2 separate regions of the Capra hircus genome follow, and region 1 is linked to region 2. The links are chromatin contacts, called in public Hi-C maps. All regions are on one chromosome and are shown on one strand. The core of a region is the stretch at or near the end of the contact, and the rest is flanking DNA. Distances in the headings are between cores, read along the strand shown. Region 1 overlaps SIRT2 (NAD-dependent protein deacetylase sirtuin-2). Region 2 holds the start of LGALS7 (galectin-7).

Evidence for each region. A called contact is a pair of places that touch in the nucleus more often than the background predicts.
Region 1: a contact with region 2 is called in a Hi-C map of blood, with 4 times the contacts expected there. The contact joins the enhancer-like site here to the promoter of LGALS7 in region 2. A contact is called at or near these places in 3 of 5 Hi-C or Micro-C datasets (all in blood).

What each region holds. Positions count from the first base shown.
Region 1 is chr18:49,489,788-49,496,315 of ARS1.2, reverse strand. It overlaps SIRT2 (NAD-dependent protein deacetylase sirtuin-2), which reads left to right. Exons shown (of 16, transcript XM_018062368.1): 5 at 67-108; 6 at 240-346; 7 at 470-526; 8 at 1,145-1,213. Among named protein-coding and RNA genes, the nearest start is that of RINL, 9.3 kb to the right of the region's middle. Within about 2 kb of position 4,800, at least 3 of the 5 cell types and tissues checked have an H3K27ac peak or open chromatin away from gene starts, as enhancers often do.
Region 2 is chr18:49,394,056-49,401,549 of ARS1.2, reverse strand. LGALS7 (galectin-7) reads left to right here and starts at 3,074. Exons shown (of 4, transcript XM_018062359.1): 1 at 3,074-3,202; 2 at 3,599-3,687; 3 at 4,359-4,560; 4 at 5,193-5,379. The coding sequence starts at 3,188. The coding sequence ends at 5,306.

The DNA.
Region 1 (6,528 bases), core at 3,551-6,050, 93 kb before region 2:
AACGATAAACAAATGTAAGTTTTGAACAAGAGAAACGCACACGCTGCCTAAACTCTCCTCCTCCAGGTCGCAGGGTCATCTGCTTGGTGGGAGCTGGAATCTCCACTTGTAAGTGCTCCCCTCCCCCAAAAGCCACTTCCTGGTTGGGGCGCCCCTGCGAGGGCCTGGGGAGGAGCTGTGTTGGGGGGTGTGAAAGAAAAGGGGCCAGAGTCCCTTATTGATTACCCCTCCTCCCCCAGCTGCGGGCATCCCTGACTTTCGATCCCCAAACACGGGCCTCTACGCCAACCTGGAGAAATACCGTCTTCCCTACCCGGAGGCCATCTTTGAAATCAGCTACTTCAAGGTGCGTGTCACACAGGGAGGAAGGTCTGTAGTAATGAGGGGTGGACGGGGCCTCCTGGCTCCTGCTCACATCTCACCAGGGGCATCTGGGTGCCCACTTGCCCTCCGGCTCTCTCTCCCACAGAAGCATCCAGAGCCCTTCTTTGCTCTCGCCAAGGAACTCTATCCTGGGCAGTTCAAGGTGAGCTCTTTTTTGTGGAAGTGGGGACAGGAAAAATTGGGGGCCAGCAGGCATGGGAAGGATCCCTTCAGGGCCCTTTAGACAAATATCCTACAGCTATTAAATACATGGGCCCTGGTGGCCTAATCATTAGGATTCTGGGTTTTCACTGCCATGGCCCAGGTTCAGTCCCTGGTGAGGAAACTGAGATCCTGCAAGCCTTGAAGCATAGTAAAAAACAAAGCAAAACAGTGTGGGCTTTGGGCCCAGACTACCCGAGTCCAAGTCCTGTTCACTCATTTCCTGCTCTTATGTCCTTGGACCTCAGTTTTCCCATCTGCAAAATGGAGCAGATAATAGTCCATGAAAAGAAATGCTGTGAGGCTTAAATGAGCTAATGATACATGTAAGAGCCCAGACTCTGGAGCCAGGCTGCTTCTGTGCTAACCCCGACTCCACAGTTTGTGTGACTTTGGCCAGCCAGTCACCCTCCCTGAGCCTCAGTTCCCTACCAGTGAAACGGGGATAATGAAGGTCTGTGCCTCATGGTGTGAAGATTCCATGAGGAGAAACAGGTCTGGAACAGTTCCTGGCACAGGGCGGTCTGCATTCAGCATTGCCGTGCTTGCTTCCCTCCAGCCCACCATCTGCCACTACTTCATCCGCCTGCTGAAGGAAAAAGGACTGCTCCTGCGCTGCTATACACAGGTAGTAGGACCTCGGGCATCCTGGGAGGAAGCGGGCGGGCAGGAGGGGTCAAGAGCTCAGGCCACAGCCTCTCTGTTGTGTGACTTGCAGTCAGTCACGTCGCCTCTCTCAGCCTTAGTTTCCCTTTCTATGAGACAGACGCCAGGGACTTCCCTGGCAATCCAGTGGTTACGACTCCATGCTGCTTCCAATGCAGGGGCACAGGTTTGATCCCTGTTCAGGGAACAAGGATTCCACATGCCACACAGGATGGAGGGAAAAAAAAAAAGCAGAGGCCAGAACCACTTCACCCTCTCAGGCCTGTGGTAACGTGGCAGTGACCAGGGCCACCCCATGAGTACTGAGAAAGGACCCCTTCTCTGAGCAGACACCTTTGGCACCATAGTTTTCTGGATTTTCCATCAGATGATCTGAAGTGACTTGGTCTAGCATGATCACTGAAGCGTAAAAGTGTTAGTCACTCAGTCGTGTCTGACTCTTTGTGACCCCATGGACTGTAGCCCACCAGGCTCCTCTGTCCATGGGATTTCTCAGGCAAGAATACTGGAGTGGGTTGCCATTTCCTTCTCCAGGGGATCTTCCCCATCCAGGGATTGAAGCCAGGTCTCCCACGTTGCAGGCAGATTCTTTACCATCTGAGCCATCAGGGAAGCCCAACACGGTCACTGCACCCTGACAATTTTCCAGTTGGTGGCTATAGAGTCTTAAGAAAGGGGCACCTTCTTATAATTTACACAAAGGCCTTGTGTGGGCCATGGGGCCACGGCTTATGTATGTCAGGCACTTAGCTGAGGGCCTCACTGAGAGGTCCCCAGGTAAGGACGGCTCACATTCTTGACTTCCTAGTTGGTGAGACTTTGGGGTCTCGCACAGCCGATAGTGAAAAGTGTGTCTCTACTTGTGTTTTATAAATACGTGTTGAATTACATGATCTACTAGAGCAGTGATACCATGTCTGCTCTAATTCACATCTCAGAACCCAAATTTATAAAATAGAGAACCCATGGGTAGAAATAGGTGTTCTGTTATTTCCTTCCTGGCCTGGCAATATGGACCCTGCAGCCTCAGAATCTGCCACCAGGGGGAGGATGAAGTCTTTTTGTTCAGGTCCAGAATTCTCCGAAGGGGGCAGGTACTCCCACCTAGGGCTGGTAGGGGTTGCGGGGGAGCCCCAGGTCAGGATAGACTTGACCTTTTACCCATGGAATGCACTCAGACATGATACAAACAGCTCACCTGAAGCCAAGCACCTTCTGTGTGTGATTTCATGAAATCTTCACCATGGCCCTGCTGTCAGTCCTGTTCGGCAGCTTCTGTCCCGGTGTTTACTGAGTGCCAATAAGTGCCAGGCCATACAGGCAGTAGACAGAAGGAGCAGACATCCCTGCCCTCCTGGAGCTGACACTAGGGTGGGGAGGGACAGTGGACGAGAAGGATGAGTCGAGTATCTAGTCTGAGATGTTAATGCTTAATGTTAATATTAATGCTGAGATGTCTATGGAGCACTGCCCTGAGCAGAAAAGGAGAATCAGAAGTTCTGTGTGTGAGTGGGGAGAAGGGTGCTGTTGTGAACAATAAGTCAGGGAAGGCCTCACAGAAAAAAGGGACATTTAAACAAAGACCTGTAGGAGGGGAGGGAGGGAGCCATGGGATCATCTCAGGGAGAGGAGCAAAGGGAACAGCCAGTGCAGAGGCCCTGAGGTGAGGCTGCACTTGGCATGTTCAAATAGCTGGATCTGAGTGAGCGAGGACAGCAGTAGGAAAGCACAGAAGAGATGAGGTCAGGGAGGTGACAGGTGGACCATGTGGGCATTTGGGGCCCACCGGGAGGGCTTTGTCCTTTGCCTAGTGGGAGATGGAACCACAGGAGTGCTCTGGACAGGGCCAAGACGTGACCTGCCCCAGGTGTTCACAGGGTCCCTCTGGCTGCATGTGGAGGGCAGACTGCGGGAGGGAGCAATGGGGGTAGGGGTGGTCACAGAGGCCAGGAAGGGGGCTGCAGTGATGGTCCAAGCAGGAGAGGATGGAGGCTGGGCCAGGGAGGGGGCTGTCCAAGGGGAGAAGTGGGTGACTTGTGAACCCGTTTTGAAGGTGGAACTAACAGGACTTGCTGTTGGATTGAATGAACAGTTCTTGAGAGAAGCAGAAGAGCCAGGGATGGCTGGACATCTCTCAGCCTGAGCACCTGCTGTCTTTTACTGAGAGAGTGGGATGTGCAGGCCTTGGGGGCAGAGGAGGAGTTTGGTTGAAGGCACATGGAGGTTGAGATGCCCATTAGACAGTCACATGGAGCTGTAGGCAGATAGACAGCCAGACACTAAGGCTTCTGGACTCGAGCTGGAGAGCAAGAGAGACCAGGAGATCACAGGGGTCCCAGCATGAGAAACCCAGGGCCAGGACCACGTGGTTCATCCCAGATGCTCAGAGGGCTGACTCCCCAGCTCCATATGAGGCACTCCCCTCCCCTGCCCCAAACCATGAAAGCACAGCAGCTACAGAGTATTTTTACATGAAAGCCAACATGAATATGTTCTGGGGTCAGTGTGAAATGCGGTGGCATTTCCCCTTACTTAGAATACTTCACACACAGACTGAAGTCTGCATATATATTCACACTGGCGCAGTACATTACACACAGGTGGAAACATTTTTTCCACTCTCATGTTTCATGAAACCATTCTGTTTTTCAACTCCTCCTCACCCTCTTCTTCAACCTCAGCCCCTTTTTGAGACATTGACCCAGTTTTCTGCAACAAGCTGTCTTCAGGTCTTCCTGAATTGTAACGATGTAGCACTTTTGAAGAGATGCTATTTTTATCTCAAGACACAAGGATCCATTCAAACAGAAGAACAGTTGTCTCCTTCAGTCAAGTCACTGTGATCTCCACTCTTTTGAATCTATATCTGTGGCATTCACATTATACATTGGATTTATACTCAGCTTTCTTTTCCTTAAGCCCTTATCTAGAAGACCCTTCCTTATACCCAGCCACACAGCAGCTTCATGCTTTTTATTAATTAAAAAAACCCTCCCATTTATAGGGGAGGAGCCTATTTGTTTTTGACTGTGCTGGGTCTTCTTGCTGCACAGGCTTTTCTGTAGTTGCAGCAAGCAGGGGCTGCTCTCTCGTTGCCGTGCAGGGGCTTCTTGTTGCAGTGACTTCTCTTGTTGTGGAGCACAGACTTTAGGGGCTTTGTTTGGGCTCCAGTAGTTGCTCAGTTGTCCCTAGTTGTCCCTTGGCATGTGGGATCTTTCCAGACCAGGGATCAAATTCACATCTGCATCGGCACACGAATATTTTAACACTGAGCCACTGGAGAAGCACAATTCATGCTTTTTAAAAACATGTCAGTCAGAGACATGATGTCTTGAAACCGAAAGTGAGCTAAGGTTTGACAATCAAAAGAGATTACAGACGAAAACTCAGACTTCAGGCTCCTCTTGCAGATCTGGAAGAGCTGGCTGCACCCTGGGTGGCTTTCAAGGAGGGGGTGGAGGGGGGAGCAGTTGACTAGAGCTGAGTGGCCCACCTCCTCACCACACCCTGTTCCCTGCCTGGCACTGAGGCCAGACGCCAGCTGCTCTGTGTCTCCATGCGGTCATTGCTGCTTGTCCTTTATACTGAGCCTCTTGGGCCATATTCCCCAGCCCCAGCTTCCCTCCCCGGGGGCCACTACTGTTGCCTGCTTCTTGGGTTTCCTTTAAAAATGGTCCACACTTAGGCAAGCAACAAAAAAATTCATATGTTGACTTTTTCCACATCTTGTACACAGGGCCTTCTAACATCTTGAAGAGATTCCTTCATACTAGTACATGTGGGTCAGCCACATCATTTTTTTTTTTAAGATAGATTTTTTTTTTTTTCAAGATTTGTTGCTTTTTGGCTGCACTGAGTCTGTGTTCCTACATGTGGGCTCTCTCTAGTTGCCATGAGCAGGGGCTGCCCTTCGTTGGTTGCACGCTAGTTGAAGAGTGCATTCTAGTTGCGCTCTTCATTATGGTGCCAAGGTTCCTCGATGCGCTGGCTTCAGAAGTTGTGGTGCATGGGCTCTAGAGCACAGGCTCAGTAGTTGTGATGCTTGGGCTGAGTTGCCCCAAGGCATGTGGAATCTTCCCAGCCCAGGGATCGAACTCATGTCCCCTGCATCGTCAGCAGACGCTTAACCACTAGAACACTCAGGAAATCTGGGCACATTCTTTTTTTCTTTTTGGCTGTGCTCACAGCTTGCAAGATCTTAGTTCCCCAACCAGGGATTGAACCCAGACCATGGCAGTGAAAGGACCAAGTCCTAACCACTGGACAACCAGGGAACTCCCCAGCCGCATTTGTTTTTGTTATTTGTGGGTGCCCATCAAAAGTGGCATCAAGGGACTTCCCTGGTGGTCCAGTGGCTGACTCCAAGCTCCCAGTGCAGAGAGCCTAGGTTCTATCCCTGGTCAGGGAACAAAATCCTACATGCCACAACCAAAGACCCTGCATGCACCAACGAAGATCAAAGATCCCTCGTGCCACAACCTGGTGCAACCAAATAGATAACTTCTCTTAAGGGGCATCAAAAGGTAACACAGAGGCCCGTAGGTAGTCCTTTGATATGCCATTTAGTTATTTGCATGAGTAGTAGTGAGTAGTGTTAGTTGCTCAGTCATGTCCAGCTCTCTGCGATCCCATGCACGGACTGTAGCCCACCAGGCTCCTCTGTCCATGGGATTCTCCAGGCAAGAATACTGGAGTGGGTTGCCATTCCTTTCTCCAGGGGAATCTTCCCCACCCAGCCATCGAACCCAGGTCTCCCTCCTTCTTTACCATCCGAGCACCAGGGAAGCCCTGTTATTTGCATACACACTGCTTGCTCGCGTGTGAGGAAGTTGGTAAACTAAGTCCAGGAACAAAGGCAAAACTAGCATTTCTACCAGGCTGGGGCAAGGGAAAGCCGCAGAAAGTCTGGAAACAGAGACTCTTGTCTGCATGTTTTGGGGGTAAACTGATGGCTGACTGGAAGCAGAGAGGGCAGTTGGAAGTGGAATGGTGGTTCACAGAGTCTCTGGGAAACCTTATTGGGTCAGCTGTGGACCGCACGTTCCTGGCCATCTCTGTAACGTCCGCTAGGTCCTCCAGAAGCACCTGCCTCAGTGGCATTTCTCGTGGGCAAACAAAAGCTGCTCCAAAATGGCTGGAGAAAGCGCAAATGTGAAAGAGACAAATATCCTTGTGTGTTGACTAAGGAAAGTAATTCTGTCTGAAAAGAATTTAATATACTATCTATGCAGCAGATCACAGTAAGAAACCCAACTGTTAAATAGGAAAACTGTAATT
Region 2 (7,494 bases), core at 1,825-4,324:
CAGTGGTTAGGATTCAGAGCTTTCACTGTCGAGGGCCCAGGGCAATCCCCAGTCCAGGAATAAGGTCCTGCAAGCCCAGTGGGTTAAGTCCCAGCTCCTGGGACATCTTCACTGAATATGAAAACCAACCCAAAGTCACCAAGAAGCTGACATTGACAGAGCCTGGGATTTTCAATTCCTGGACAGCTGTGGGGGCACTTAGTATTACTTCTCGCCCCAGTTGTTTCTTTTTATTTCTTCTGACCTGGGTCTTCATTGCTGCGTGCTGGCTTTCTCTAGTTGTGCTATACCGGCTTCTCTTGTTGCAGAGTTGGGGGTCTAGAGCTCTTGGTAGTGGTAGCACACATATCCCCGGTTGTTTCTTTTTATGTATTTTATCTTCTGGCTGTGGTGGGTCTTCATTGCTGCACCCAGGCTTTCTCTGTTTGCAGAGACTGCGGGCTACTCACTAGCTGTGGTGGCCAGCTTCTCATTGCGGTGGCTTCTCTTTTATGGAGGATGGGCTCTAGGCACACAAGCTTCAGGAGTTGAAGCACGAGGGCCCTAGAGTGTGGGCTCAGTAGCTGTGGCCCATGGATTAGTTGCTCCACGGCATCGGGGCTCTTCCGGGACCAGGGATCAAACCAGGGTCCCTTGCATTGCAAGGCAGATTCTTAACCGACCACTGGACCACCAGGGAAGCCCTCCCCCAGTCATTTCTGCAGGAGGTGATTCCGGAAGGTGGAAGGAGAGACACACACAACCTGCTGGGCATCCTTCTCTCTATTTTCATGGCAAATGAACATGTTGGCTCGATACTAAGGAATGACAGTGTGTCCTGAGGTGGGGGGAGCAGACTTTTTCAGGAGATAAACCTTGATGGGGGTGGGGGTTGCCCAGGTCTGGACATCATTAAGACTCATGGAAGTATTCTGTTGAAACCTGGGTGATCTGATTTATGAGTGTGGCATATAGCTTGGGAAAGCAAAAAGAGTATTGGGAAATAACTACATTCACCACTTATTTAGAAGTTTTAAAAAAAAGATATCAAGTATATTATTTCCAAACTGATAGAAGATAATCAACACAGATGAATAAGAATGCATCCCACATCTGAGTTATGAGAAATGAACCAGCAATCAAACTGATAACAGATCGAATGCCTCATTTGACCAAACATCAAAAACAAGCCTGGACGTGCAGGTCGGCAGCATGTGGAGAAATATCCAGAGACAATGAAGAAATCAGGAAAAGATAAACTACCAGGATACACAGCAATATACAGAATGACATATACAAAAAGATTACTGATCAGAATAACAGAACCCATCATTCTGGGAAACTCTCCATCCGAACAGACGTCGATGTCATCACCTCAAACCCCGCAGTCCTCTCCAGATTTAAAAATACTTTTATTTGTTTTATTTCGGGTGTGCTGGGTCTTTGTTGTGGTGTGTAGGCTTCCTAACTTCAGTGTCCCAGCTGAGCTGCCACATCTGGGATCTTAGTTCACTGACCAGGGCTCGAACGCAGGCCCTCTGCATTGGAAGTGCAATTTTAGCCATTGGATCAACCAGGGAAGTCCTTGTCCTCTCTATTTAAGATCTCCATGAGGTATGCGTCCTTGGCACACAGATCAGCTCCAGCCCCTGGCCCCGTCCTCTCCATGAGGCCTTGGGGAGAGGCTGGCCCTCTCCAAGCCCACTTTCTCTTCTGCCAAATGGAGGTGACTGTGGCCCCCACCCAAATGCAGTTTCCCACCCTTGCTCTCTGAGACGCTTGCGCCCACCAGCTGCACCAGCTGTGCAGTGATGGGGCTGAAGGCTGGGAGGCTGAGGGCGGTGGATCAGGTTCTGACTCTGCTCATCTCCACCCAAAGGCTCCATTCCTGACTCAGCCCCAGGCCTTTTCTCCCTCTGCTGGGTGGGGCACCAACAGGGGTGGGTGGGGTGGGGAGATGGAACTGGAGTGGTAGGCTGCTGGTGCTTCTGGGAGGAATTTCTGCTCAGCTCCCCACTGCCCTGCTCCTTGCCTTCCAGAACCCTCTATCAACATTCTCCCTCTCACACCACCCTTCATACCTGCATGCCCCTGCAGGAGCCTTGGGCTGTGGGGACTTGGCCTGGGCAGAGGGGCCCACATTTTTTTCTTCCTTGGACTGGGCTGGGAGTGGGTCCTAACACACCCTTCCCCTCTGCCCCCCACTCCCTTCCCTTATCCTGAACACCAGGTGGGAGAGAGGAGGCCATTCTGGGAGGTGGAAGGAGAGAGACTCAAAGAAGAGAAATAGACAGGAACATGTGAGAGAGACAGGGGAGGACAGAGACACAGGACAGCCAGAGAGACTAGGGCATCCTGGAGAGAAAACCAGAGAGGAGCTTCCAGAGATGAAGAAAGCCAGACACACAGGCTACATGGTTCTGCTTAGCTGTGTTTCTCGGGCAAACTGCTTCTCCTTTCTGAGCCTCAGTTTCCTTGTCTGTCACATAAGGGTGATCAGTGGCCCTATGCTCAGTGGCCTGTCGGAGATCGGTGGTCTCTCCCACATGCTAGGCAAGCCCGAGGCTTTGTCAGTGGCACTTCTCATTACCTTTCCTTCTTACTTTCATCCACATTTACTGAGCACCTACTGTGTGCCAGGCACTGCACTAGGCACCAAGGATACAGCTTTGACCACTGGGCAGAATATCCTGTCTCTCTTAGCGGCCTTTCCTGTCATTATCCTGGTGCCATGGTTATTATTATTACAGAAGCATCAACTGGAATTTCAGGGGACACCCATCCTTAGCCCTAGGAGAGAGGGCACAGAGTTTCAGCTCACAGCTTCACCTCTCAGGACTCAGGTTTTCCATGATGAAATGGATGTGAGAGCCTTCTCTCTCCACCAGGTAGCAGGAAGGTAGGGCTGGAGGGATGGTGTCTCAACAAGCCTTCCACGCTGTGCTGTTATGGTTATTATTGTTAACTGTTCCTATCACTATTAACTCAAAGGGGAGGGACCGTACACCTGGGAAGCCTCAGGACGGCAGGGGCATCAGAGGCCCTGGAAAGAGGGTGCTGGGCCAGCATGGCCCCAGGGCCAGGGTCTGTGCCAGGTGTGGGTGGTGGGTGTGGAAAGGGTGAGTCACCAGGGCCAGGCACGCCCTGCTTTGACTTAAGGTCCCAGCAGCCATACCCCCACCGCCACTGCCGTCCCGCTGTTGCAGCCATGGCCGGGAGCTTTGTGAGTACTCGCGGTGTGGGGGCTTGAGGGGTTTGGACCCAAGGCTGCACTGGCAGAGGGGAGGGGCTGGGGCTTGGCTGAGGGCTCCTGTTTCAAGGAGAAAGTGGGTGTCCCGGTGTGCCAGGATGTTCTGGGCTGTGGTTTCTGGGCTCACCCAATCCATCCCCATGCTCCCATCCCTCCCCCCATTGGTTCCCCCTGCTGTCTATCTTTCTGTCCCTCTGAGTATCTGCCTGCTGAGTCCCTGTGTTCCTCTGCGCCCCTGGCTCTCTTTCCCGTGTCTCTGTGCCCTTTCTGCTCTCTGATTCTGCTGCTCTGGGTCCTGCTCATGTTCTCCCCACAGCTGACCCACTTGTCTCTCTCCTCTGCCTCCCTGATCCACTCTGGCTGCTGCAGAACGTCCCCCACAAGACCGCACTGCCCGAGGGCATCCGAGTGGGCACCGTGTTGAGAATTCGTGGTTTAGTCCCCGACAAGGCTGGCAGGTGAGACCCCCGAGCCTCAGCAGTAACGGGTGGGAGGTTTCCAGGCTCAGTGAACCCCACTTTTACAGCCCAGAGAACAAAGCCCCAGGCCAACTTTGCCCACCAGGATCTTGGAATCCCCAGGCTATTTCTGTCCTTCTGGAATCTGATGTCTTCACTTATCTGTCCCATGACTGTGCAGGTGGGGACCCTACATCAAAGAATCTGGGGGTTCCAGGGCAATCTCATGACAAGTCCAAGTCCACAGTCACTCTGGAAATATAACCTGTGAATCAGAGGTGCCCTGGGCATGTAGGAGGCCTAGGCAATCAATCCTAGGGCTTCCTGGGTGGAGATCTTCAAGATTTCTGAGAATCTACAGTGCCTGGGAATTTGGGGGTCCCTGATATTGTCCCAGCCCTCTGGGAACTGGGAGCACCCTGGTCTTCAGGACCATGAGTCCTTGGCATCTCCCAGACTCTGGAAATGAGGGGGACCCAGGCCCTGGTCTAGGTGGACGTGCGTCCGGGTCTCCCACTGGTTTTTGGGTGCCCTGGAATCCGGGCTCCATGGTCTCCAGTCCATCTCCCCTCTTTCCCTGGTGTGTGGCTCTCAGGTTCCTATAAATATGGATGTGCTCCGGCAAAGGGTAACTCCTCTATCCAATGTTCTTCTTCTCCACCACCTGCCAGGTTCTACGTGAACCTGCTGTGCAGTGAGGAACCAGGCAGTGATGCCGCCCTGCATTTCAACCCCCGCCTGGACGAGTCCACGGTGGTCTTCAACACCCTGGAGCGCGGCACCTGGGGTGCAGAGGAGCGGGGCTCAGGCATTCCCTTCCAGCGAGGGCAGCCCTTCGACGTCCTCCTCATTGCCACCGAAGAAGGCTTCAAGGTGCGTCTCTTCCACAGGGCGGGCTCCGACACCCACGTCTCTTCCTTGGCAAGGCCAGGAAGGCCCTTGGCAGAGGTTGGGAGCAAAGGCGTGGCCAAGGTGGGCAGGGCTTCCCCAGTTCCTCACCTCCCCTGGCGCAAGCGCACTAGTGTCAGAGGGCAGGCATGTGTGGGTAGCAAGGACGAGAGAGTGAGAGCCAAGTGCTCAAAGGGTGGGAGTCCAGCCAGAAGATGTGGACATCCTCTATCTTGTTCCCTGTCCACTGGCGTCTGAGGTAGCAGTTCTGGGACAGGGGAATGGACGACTTGGAAGACAGGACCCCGAATAAGTCCCAGCCGGGGGTGGTCACTGAAGACCCTCCACTACCCGGGCTGTTCTTCACTTTCTGTGCGTCCGAGGAAGGCGATGCATCCAGGAATCCTGGCAACTGCATCCACTGCCAAAGCTTAAAAAGCACTCAGGTGTCAACAATGAACTCATTTAATCCTCATGGCAAGAGGTTTCATTGAATAATAGACCTCTTTCTCCATGGGGGCTTGCGTGCGTGCCCAAGTCAAGCCGCGTGGGTACGAGCCGGGAATAACCCAGCAGTTGCCTGGGGAACCTTAAGCAGCGTCTTCTCGCCCCTGCAGGCGGTGATAGCAGATTCTGAATACCACCACTTCCGGTACCGGATCCCGCCAGGGCGCGTGCGCGCGTTGGAGGTGGGCGGGGACCTGCAGCTGGAGTTGGTGAAGATCTTCTGAGCCTTCCCAGGAGGGCGGGTGGAGACCGGGGGCAGGGGTCTTGGATGGCAAATAAAGTCGTTAGTCGCTCATCTGTGGGCCGCCCTGTGTCAGTGTCTCCTTCATATAGACGAGCGTAGCAGGTTCAGAGAGGTGAAGTTAAAGTCGCTCAGTTGTGTCCGACTCTTTGCGACCCCATGCACTATACAGTCCATGGAATTCTCCAGGCCAGAATACTAGTGGGGAGCATTTCCCTTCTTCAGGGGATCTTCCCAACCCAGGGATCGAACCGGGGTCTCCTGCATTGCGCGGGGGGGGGGGGGGGATTCTTTAACTGAGCTATCAGGGAAGAGAGGTAAAGACAACCGCTAATGGTCACAAAGTGGCCCAGGTGAGTCGACCCTGAATCTCCGAGGGCAATTTCTGTTCCTGGAGGCTTGGAGAGGGTGGGGGTGGGGCTTTGACTCGCCTTCCTGCTGCACTTTACGGAGGAGCCAGGTGATAATGCGGTGGAGTTGACTGAGGGAGTCTGGAGGAGCCCAAGCCCTCACCAAAGCGATGGACATGAGTTTGAGTAGGCTCCGGGAGCTGGTGATGGACAGGGAAGCCTGGCGTGCGGCAGTCCATGGGGTCGCAAAGAGTTGGACACGACTGAGCGACTGAACTGAACTGAAGCCCTCCCTTGGGCTTCCCAGGTGACTCAGTGGTAAAGAACCCACCTGCCAGTGCAGGAGATGCAGGAGAAACGGGTTCGATCCCTGGGTCTGGAAGATCTGGAGGAGGAAATGGCAACCCACTCCAATATTCTTGCCTGGGAAATCTCATGGACTGAGGAGCCTGGCGGGCTACGGTCCATGGGGTTGCAAAGAGTCTGAGCACGCATTACTACTAAGCCCACCCTTGACGTCCCCTCTGAGGGTACAACAGCCACCCCCCACCCCCAGGTTGGTCAGCCTGCAAACAGGTCCCTTGGAGACCCCAGTCTCGCGGAGATGACGTGTGAATCTCGGCCTCTCTGTGCAGTTGCCCCCGCTTCCTGGCTCCCCAGGCTTTCCAGCCTTCCGCTGGGGCGGGTTCAGGCTTGGAAGGGATCCGGGCGTTGGGATCTCAGGGCGTTGCCCCGAGATGGGACAGTCTCCCCCAGTTCGCGCCCGGAGGCAGACGCGCACTGGCGGGGCCCGGAACGCGAAGTGCCGGCTCCTGTGTCCCTGCTGCCGTCTAGGGCGCTGTTCTCACACTTCCTCCTCTGCTCGCCTGATGGGCCTGAACTGCCCCTTCCCCCAGGGATCCTGGATGGGGGGACGGGGGAGCGAGGTACACTCAGAAGCCAAGTCAGCCCCGAGTGCCAGGTGGGGATTTTCTGGCCACTGTGGGGAGAGGAGCCCATACCACTTGAGCGCCCCCCACCCCGCCGTCTCCCGCACCCTCTCTGAGGTGCTCGCAGCGGCGGAGGGTCTCAAGCAGTTGATGGAGAGAGGTTGGAGGGAGGGTGCACCGCATACCAACAGCTGGAAAAGTCCAGAGCCGCTCCCCTGGCTGGCTGTTTCGCAACCTAGAACCTTGCGAAGCCAGTGACATGCTGCCCCCTCCTGGCTGCTGCCCACATCGCAATCTTGGGGCGGGGAAGAGCCCCTTGAGAAGGGAAAGGGCAACCCACTGCAGTATTCTTACCTGGAGAATCTCATGGACAGAGGAGCCTGGAGGACTACAGTCCATAGGGTTGCAAAGAGTCGGACACGACTGAAACGACTTACACAAGCACCTTGAAGAGGGGTGCAAAATCCTGTGGGACCACCAACCCCGGGCCCCAGTTCTAGCCCTTTCATGACCCGAATTTATCCTGCACTTTGCAAACCTCCAACTGCAGCTACCTATCCCCACGGATGGCCCTTCTGAGTGTGTTTCTGGGGGACAGTGGAATAAGGGGTTCCCTGCGGAGACCAGTCTGGCATCCACTGGGACTCCAGGGCTCATTGTTAAGTGAATTAATTTTTATTTTATGTATGTGTTTTCATGTCGTTATTGAACATTTAAATATGTTTGTAGATAACATACCAACATGGTACACATTTCAGAAAATAGAGTGAAAAGAAAGCCATTGTACTGGCACAGCCACAAAAGTGGCTGGGTTCTGAGCAGTAGATGGTAATGATTCAGCTGTGTTAATTTCCTGGTTTCATCTCTGTCTTACCGTGTATATAGTGGAGAA